3 separate regions of the Mus musculus genome follow, and all the other regions are linked to region 1. The links are chromatin contacts, called in public HiChIP or PLAC-seq and promoter capture Hi-C maps. All regions are on one chromosome and are shown on one strand. Each heading gives the region's core, a stretch centred on a gene start, on an enhancer-like site or on the middle of the called end of the contact. The rest is flanking DNA. Distances are from core to core; before and after follow the strand shown. Region 1 holds the start of Cfl2 (cofilin 2, muscle). Region 2 has its middle 4.8 kb from the start of Aldoart2. Region 3 holds the start of Ralgapa1 (Ral GTPase activating protein, alpha subunit 1).

Region 1 (2,725 bases), core at 193-2,692:
ATTTCAAAAGAAAAACAAAGGCAAAAACTGACTCTGATAATAATAATCCTTGCACTTTTAGAAGTACTTTTTTTCTTTTGTTTTTACACACCAGAATATAAATACTAGGTCTTCTTTCTTAGACTCTTTTGTTTCGTACGTGGCATCGTACAAAGCATATCGGCAATCATTCAGAGGCAACAACTTCACAAAAGATGTGTAGGGGTCCTCTACAGTGTCACCAATGTCACCCACCAAGATCTGCTTGGCTTCCTCTACAATTATTTGTCTTTTGTCATCGCTCAAACAGAAGAGAACTGCTTTCTTTCTTTTTTTGATCTCCTCCTGTGTAGAAGATTTTCTTACTTTCATATCATTAAAAACTTTGATGACTTCATCATTCACTGTAACTCCAGATGCCTGAAAACAAACAAAGGGTGGGAATTTAGAATAAGGATTTCGGTTTTAACCAAAATCATAGACTTCAGTCTGGCCAGAGTATTAAAAAACTGCACCAAACAACGTAAGCAGTCCTATTAGGTCTGTCAATTTTAAATATCAGAAGAAGATACGGGTAAAATGTCTAACTCATACTGCTCATTCATCCTTCTTAAAGGAGTACGGAGAGAACCGCTAACGGGAGGTGGGAAGGGACAAATACAGTTGAGCCATGCCTGAAATGTTTCCTATTTCACTGGGTGATGTCAGAGCTTCAGGAGCAGCAGCAAAAATACCTTCTGTATTGTGTCAACTCTGCAGGCCTTAAAAAAAAACACTCCAGGATTTCAGTTAACGCTTCTACTATTTTTTTTTTCTTTCTTTAAAGCCGTCTTAGCCACGGCTGCTTCCACATAAGGAAAGAGAATCAAGTGTAAACTCCAACCCGCTGCGGCTACAGCGATTACGCCCCACCGCCCATTGGCAGCCGCTTTGAAACTAACAGATCCCGTGAAAAGGCTCCCTACGGCGAGAAAAGCGTTTTAAAATAGGTTTCTACCTGTTCAATCTCCTCGGAACGGCGTTATGGCCGGCCTCCTAGACCCTCACCCAGAGGCTGCTGGCCACGTACCAACCTTACAGCGCGCGAGTTAAAAACCTTAAGCCGCGCAGGGCAGAGCAACACGCGGGGGCCCTGGCCCAAGGAGCGACCCTCTCGCGCCGGGCCTGCGCCGGGCCCTCCCGCCTCGGGACTCGGAGCGGCCGCAGGGCCTCGAGCCCTCGGCCCGCAGCGCCGAAGCGCCCACCGCACAGGCCCAGGCAGGGTTAAGATGGCGGCCGCGCGGGGATCCGCGCCGCGCCCAGCATTCCCCCGCCGGCGCGCCCACCTTACCATAGTGCCCGCGGCTGAAGTGGCTGCGGCGGCGGTGGCTCGGACTCCGGCTCGGTGGCACTGGGACGAGAAGAAGGAGGGGTCGGCGGCGGGCAGCAGAGAGTGCAGGGCACGCCGGGAGCTGCAGCCGGGCGGGCGGGCGGCGGGCTGGAGGGCCGCAGGGCGGGCGGGGCGGGGGCGGTCACGTGGTCAGGCCCCGCCCCCGCCGCTGTCCTCCGCCTGACCCCGGAGCTCCAGAACCGCTAGCAGAACCACGCGCAGCGGCGGCGGGAGCCCCGATGCTGACAGGGATGGTCGTAGCGACCAATCCGGGTTCAACGCTCGAGCGGTTCGCGGGCTCCTGGCGCTGCTCTGGGGGGTTGTGACGTGAGGAAACGGGGTGTGGTGGTCGGGTAGAGAGCTCTTTGCTTCATTCACTTGCGCTTTCCACGGAAAGGGTCCGGATTGTAACCTTTCGGGACCCCTTTGGAAAGCCCCGACTTTGAATGAATCGTTAAGATCTTATTCTTCTTTGTGTGTTTGAATTGAGACAGGATCTCGTTTGGAGTCTTTTGCGGGTCTCTTGATTCATGAAGTAACTGCAGATGACCTTGAACGGATCCCGCCTCCATCCTGCAGGTGTTGGGATTACAGGCAAGCACCACCTCCCTGGGTTTAGACCCCTCTTATTACTAAAAGGAGAACGAACACTATAAATATTACCTTAGTGATTGAAGTACTAAGCAAAGGCAGAATGAGAAGCAGGAATGTTGGCTTATACCTGGAATTCTGCAAGAAGAGGGTGAGGTCACAAAAAGTCTCTGGAGATACCTTGGACAGAATTATAATCCAAGTAAAACCAGAAACTGCTCAAGTTACGTTTCTTTTCCCCTGTAAATGGGATGTATTGAGATTACTAGAAAAATAAATGTTTATATGTGGAGAGAAAAGGGCCTGACACATTTGATTTGGTAATTGTGTTGAAATCGTGTGTGTGTGTGTGTGTGTGTGTGAGAGAGAGAGAGAGAGAGTGTGTGTGTGTGTGTGTGTGTGTGTGTGTGTGTGTGTGTGAATAGGTGTGCTGTGGGAGTCATTTCTCCTCTACCGTGTGGGCCCTGGGAATTAAACTTAAGTCATCGAGCTTGGTGGTACCCTATCCCCATGTCAGGCAGCACACAGGCAGTCGTCACCTGTGAGCTCAGCTCCATGGACCCTGACTCCCTCTCCTAACCTTCACAAACACCTGCACATGTGCACACACATAAAAAATAAATGTAAAAAATCCTTTTGTTTTTACTCAGTGTACATGTAGGTGTATCTGTGTGAAGGTCTGCTATGTGTGTGTGGGTGCCCTTAGTAGCCAGAAGATGTTTGATCACTGGAGCTAGAGTTGCAAGAGTGGCAGACCATTGTGAGCTGCCTGAGCTGCCTGTTGTG
Region 2 (2,700 bases), core at 146-2,645, 700 kb after region 1:
TGGGCTCCTAGGCTAGTTAGATGGTTCAGTGGGTAAAGCCACTTACTGCCAGGACCGATAGCCTGTGTTCAGTCCCTGATAGTGGAAGGAAAAACCACAACTGTCAGGAATTGGTGTGTAATGTCATGCTTCATGCATACATGCACATACACACACATGCATATGCACACACACACATACACACACAGAGTCACACTAAGTGAACTACACTGTAATGAAAAAAAAAAAAAAAAGCCAGATGTGGCGGTATACACTGGGTAGGCAGAGGCAGTCAATCTCTGTGAATTGAAGACTACCCCAGGCCTGATAAATCGACATAGTGAGATCCTATTTAAAAAAAAAAAAAAAAAAAGTGGTGGTGGCGAGGGTGGGGGATGGGTTCGGGGTGATTATCAAGCATTTTAAAAACCCAAGAAGATGGCTTAGGAGTACCAGCTGCCCAGGACTGATGTCATGTCATGTTTGACCCCGGAACCTTTGTACAAGGAGAAGTCAGATGAGGAGCAGGTGTGCATCTGTGATCTCTGCACTGGCATGAGACAGGAAGTAAAGACAGGAGAACCACACAGGAGCTTGCTGGCTACCTCGCCCGGAGTACGGCTGCGCAGTCTGCCGCAACAAGGTGAGAGAGGGGAGCTGCATTCTGAAGGTTGCCTTCTGATCTCCACACAGGAGATTGCCCTTCCTTCCTTCACAGATCGCATCCAGAGCTTTAAGCAAGCAAATCTCAAATCACTGTTCCATCTTCTCCCTACACGGACACCCCCTTTTTAGTGTCCAGGGGAGCCATGCCAGTTGGGTTGTGGGTCACCAAGCATCATTCTTTCCCACAAAGACAGTCTGTGTATCCTTCCTTTTTCTCTTTTTAATGGCTAGGACAAAAAGAGAAATGGTGTCCACTCTTTCAGCAGAGATATATTCATAATTACACATTAAACATGAATTTATAGCAGGTGCCTTAGGACAACTTGTTAGACTGATGTCCTCGATGTTCGCTCTTAATGAGAGACACTGACATAATGCTGTCCTCGAGAATGAGGTGTCACCCTCCTGTATTTCTACTACCTTTGTATAAGCCTTAGATAAAGCCTATTGAAGAAGAATGGGCGCTGCCTCAGAATCCTCACCACCGGGGTTACCCTCCCTCCCTGTCAGGCTCACACACTCACTGAGGCGGAACTTCCTTGTTTCAGTTTCCTGTACTTTTTCTTGACACATATCCAGTGTACTTTAGGAATCTCTCACTCTCCATTGTTTGTTTTTAAAAATACGAGATTTGCATCAACTCTTTGAGAATCGCATACAGGTTCACAAGTCTTGATAACGTCTATTCAGCTCTTACACTAATTCCTCCCGAGCCCAGCCCCGCCCCTTCCACGTTCTCAGCTCTGGCTGGAGCAGGGGTCAAAGAGCAGAGGTGGGACTGTGACTGCAGGGCGTCTCGGCGCGTTATCTCCTTAAGAGCTGATCCCCAGGAAGGCGAACAGCCTGTCTCGAAATTTGCTTTGCAAGGAATATAATAAGGAAATCTAAAAAGGCTGGACAGAAGGTGTGCTTAATCTCTCGTAATGCTGGTTCACCCCAGTTTCAGACCAAGAGTGATGACACTTGGGAAAAAATTGGGAGCCTGCCTGCGGGCACCATTCACCCCTGATGGAAAGATTGCTACAGAAACCTGACCCTCGGAAGTTCCCAACGTCCGAGTAAGGATTTATTAAAGGAATTAATATCTTTGAAGGCTCAGAAAGCAATCCTGTTTTCCTACAAGATGGATGAAAGGTAGAGATTTCAAAACATTTGCTAGAAAACATCAATAGTCAATCCCGCTGATTTAATTTTTTCAATCCCCCGGGCATCAAAAGAAGTTGTGACTTGTCCACGTTTACCTTGGAAGCGAAGCAATATTGTAAATTAGAAATGACCACGGCTTTGCTGGCTGCATTTCATTTCTAATTAGTAGAAGTTTCAGGAAACTTTGAAACATTTTTTTTCCGCAGAAGTTAAAGAACTCGCCCCTTGTGGGTGCAGGAGTATCTGGCCACCTTCACTTACAAACGACGAAGGTTTGGATCTAGTTGTCTGTCCCAAGCTTTCCAAAACATGGGGTTCAGCCACCCCCATTTCTTGTCCAGTTTACTCTTGACTCAGCAGACATATCTTATTCTTTTGCTGGGAACTCACCAGACATTTACTTATTATCAAAGACTGATCCTAAAACTGAAAACAGTCTCTAACAAAGAAACACCTAGATTGCAAAGCAGTAAATTAGTGACTGAATTTGCTTCTGGTGGTGAGCCCATGGGAAGCAATGCTAGTAGGGCTGTCCGTGTTTTCCTCCGAGAATGAATCGGAAACAGAGGCCATGCCATACATTAGGCTGTGCGGGGCTGTGAGCTTGTCCCAGCTGCTCAGCACCATTTGAACTCAGGAGTGCAAGGCCAGCTCAGACAGCAAAATAAGGCTCCCAGTTAAAACAAACCAGATCATTAAAAACTCCAACAAGGAGAGGGGTCCAGGAAGGGGGACAGCATTTGAAATGTAAATAAATAATATAAGTAATTAAAAAGAAAAAAAACAACAAACAAAAAAATTTATTGACTACATTAAAAAAAAATTCAATGTCAGCCAGTTGGTGGGTGCACACGCTTTTAATCTCAGCACTTGGGATAATCTCAGCACTTGGGATGCAGAGGCCGGCAG
Region 3 (2,700 bases), core at 79-2,578, 960 kb after region 1:
GAGATCTAACCTCAGCTATCCTATTGTCATTCTATATGTCTAAGCCCTGGTCAACTTTCCTTTTTACCTCAAAATTTCTTCATTTAAAAAAAAAAAAAAATCCAAGTTGTCTATGACCAAGTATCCAAAAATCCTCGCTTAACACTTTATCCCAAATCTAGCTTGCTTCGGTCTTCAGAGACACTAAAGTTGATGAGACGGCAGAGAGTAAGAAATTTTTAATGAAAACTTAATTCTGTATCGTTCACGAGAACCTTCTTCTCTATAATTAGTTTTCTTCCTAAAGGACAGCAAATGAAGAACAGGGTGTATAGGGCGGGGTTCTTTCCCCAAGCTTCAGGAACCACCCACTTCCCAAAGAGGTGCAACTGCTTCCTCCAGGGCCCTCACCTGCCAAAAAAACTTGAAAGACTACGGGTTCCACTGGCCGAGCCAGCGCTTTGCTTTGCTTTGCTTTGCACTCGGGTGGGGATGGCAGTAGTCAGATGGCAAGCACACCCTCTAAACACCATTACCCACAACGCCAAGTGTCCCTGAAGTCTCATCAAGGACTTAAGTTTCTGGCCTGACTGTCATTTTTTTTTTTTTAAACAATCAGACCAGGAACTCCAACGTGGGTCTCTCCGTGCTGGTGCTGACTGATTTGTACCAACTGCCAAGCTGTCCCCTTCCCTCGCCGCCCGCCCGCGCGTGGGCAGAGGCGCCGCCGGCCCTCACTCCCGACCGCGCCAGGTCGCGAGGGCGAAGCCCGGAGCTCGCGGGGTGACAGGCCGGGGGCAGCAAGGCCGCCGCGGCGGCGCCCCGGGGTCGCGGCTCCCCTCACCGATGACGATGCGCAGGTGCTTGAGGCGGGTCAGCGCGTCCTTCTTGGTGTCCAGCACCTTCTGGGTGGACTTCTTCACGTCCCCGTGCGGCTTCTTAGAGAACATCCTGCGGCCGCCGCGGCCCCTCCCGGCCGGGTCCCGACGACCCAGCGCAGGCGGTGGGCGGGGAAGAGGCTAGCCGCGGCGGCTCATGCGTTCCCCCGCGTCCGCCGCTGCCGCGCGGGCCCCGCTGCCAGGCCCGCCTCTCGCCGCCGCCGCCGCACGGAACCTGCAGCCCCGGCTCCAATATGGCGGATCCGCCCCGCGCGCTGCAGCGACGAGGAGACGCGGAGCGGCCGCCGCCGCCCAGGCCGCGGCAGGAATCCCCACAGCCGCGGAGAGGGAGCGCTCCGCCGCGGCGCCACTCCTCTCTCCCTGAGGCCCCCTTAAGGTTGAAGCGTCTCTAGCAGCTTCAACCCCGCGGAGGCCAAAACCGAGTCGTGTGGTGATGGAGTTTCACGACTCTGCCGTCGGTGGCGAACGGTCCCCGTGGCAACCGCCTTCTGACGTCAAGTGCTCGTGACGTCATGTCAGCGTGAGCTCATTCCTGCCTCTATAGCCTCTTGGTTTCCTGTGTCTGTAGTAATGAAGAAGGGCAAGAAAGTTAAGGAAGGTGTTGTCTACTGTGTGCTCCTTGTAAACAGCGGTTCCTAGAGTTTTTGTTGAAAAAGTCGTTCATCTCCACTCTTTAAACCGCTCTGAGTAACTTAAACATCAGAACAGATGTGCAAGGCCAGCTTGATACTAGCTCTGAAGCCTTGGCTCTGACGTCATTTCACTTTCTAATTTGGATATTTCCTGTGTTTTGCAAACCGTTCACTTTCTAATTTGGATTCTTCCTGCGTCTTGCAAAATAATGATTAAAAATGTACTGTACTTTAGAGATGCGTGGGAGTGTTGCATCCTTTTCCTTTAAATTAACATGCACATGGCTAGAGCTGCAGTTCGCTCTAGCACCAGATCTCCAGCACCAAGAAAACAGACATAAATAAATAAAATATCTTGTACAAGTAAATGCATCCTACCATATATCAGAGAAAAAAAATTAAGAAATCTGGATGATTTTAAAGGAAGGCTGTCTTTAGATGTGAAATACTCACCTAAATCCAAAGAACGCTGTGTAAGATCCAAGTAAAACAATTAACTAAGTGTGGTAGTGCTCTGCTGTCATACTAGGATTTGGGAAGACATAATTCAAGGTCAATGGCAGCTACGTTAGACCATGTCTCAAAACAAAACAAAACAAAACAAAAAACTACAAAACACAAGTAGTAATCACAAACTCTGGCTTTTTGTCTTTGCCTGTCCCTAGTGCCCAGTCCCCTGCTGATCTATCTTCCGTCACTCTGAATTAATATTTGTTAGACAATTTTGTTTGTATTTTTCTTTAGAGACTTTAAATAATTTATTTTATTTGTTTGTTTATTCATTTGCTTTTTTCGTTTTGGTTTTCCAAGGCAGGGTTTTTCTGTGTAGCCCTGGCTGTGAACTCACTCTGTAGATCAAGGTGGCCTAGAACTCACAGAGATCCACATGCCTCTGCCTCCAGAGTTCTGAGATTAAAGTGTGTGCCACCACTGTCCAGCTTGTTTGTTTGTTTATTTTGGTGTTCTGCCTACATATATGTCTGTGAGATGGTATCAGATCCCCTGGAACTAGGGTTACAGACAGCTGCAAGTTGCCATGGAGGTGCTGGGAATTGAACCTAGGTCCTCTTAACTGCTGAGCTGATTGATTTTTATTTTGAATCTGTGAGTGTGTGTGAATGTGTGTGTGTGCGCGCGTGCGTGCATGCACACAAGCATCTACACAAACATGCCTTTTGAGGCTGTACTTA

What was found. HiChIP or PLAC-seq counts read pairs in DNA pulled down with a chosen protein or histone mark. Capture Hi-C pulls out chosen DNA fragments and counts their contacts.
Region 2: a contact with region 1 is called in an H3K27ac HiChIP or PLAC-seq map of large pre-B cells, with 5 times the contacts expected there. The contact joins the enhancer-like site here to the promoter of Cfl2 in region 1. A contact is called at or near these places in 3 of 39 promoter capture datasets (hippocampal neurons, liver and pre-B cells) and 2 of 115 datasets of contacts at active chromatin or transcription factors (embryonic stem cells and large pre-B cells).
Region 3: a contact with region 1 is called in a promoter capture Hi-C map of liver, with 2.1 times the contacts expected there. The contact joins the promoter of Ralgapa1 here to the promoter of Cfl2 in region 1. A contact is called at or near these places in 1 of 39 promoter capture datasets (pre-B cells) and 1 of 9 other capture datasets (liver).

The regions. Positions count from the first base shown.
Region 1 is chr12:54,861,435-54,864,159 of GRCm38.p6, forward strand. It overlaps Cfl2 (cofilin 2, muscle), which reads right to left and starts at 1,443. Exons shown (of 4, transcript NM_007688.2): 1 at 1,310-1,443; 2 at 92-399. The coding sequence starts at 1,312.
Region 2 is chr12:55,559,081-55,561,780 of GRCm38.p6, forward strand. No RefSeq gene overlaps it. Among named protein-coding and RNA genes, the nearest start is that of Aldoart2, 4.8 kb to the right of the region's middle. Within about 2 kb of position 1,396, at least 83 of the 459 cell types and tissues checked have an H3K27ac peak or open chromatin away from gene starts, as enhancers often do.
Region 3 is chr12:55,819,839-55,822,538 of GRCm38.p6, forward strand. Ralgapa1 (Ral GTPase activating protein, alpha subunit 1) reads right to left here and starts at 1,329. Exons shown (of 42, transcript NM_001368814.1): 1 at 824-1,329. The coding sequence starts at 929.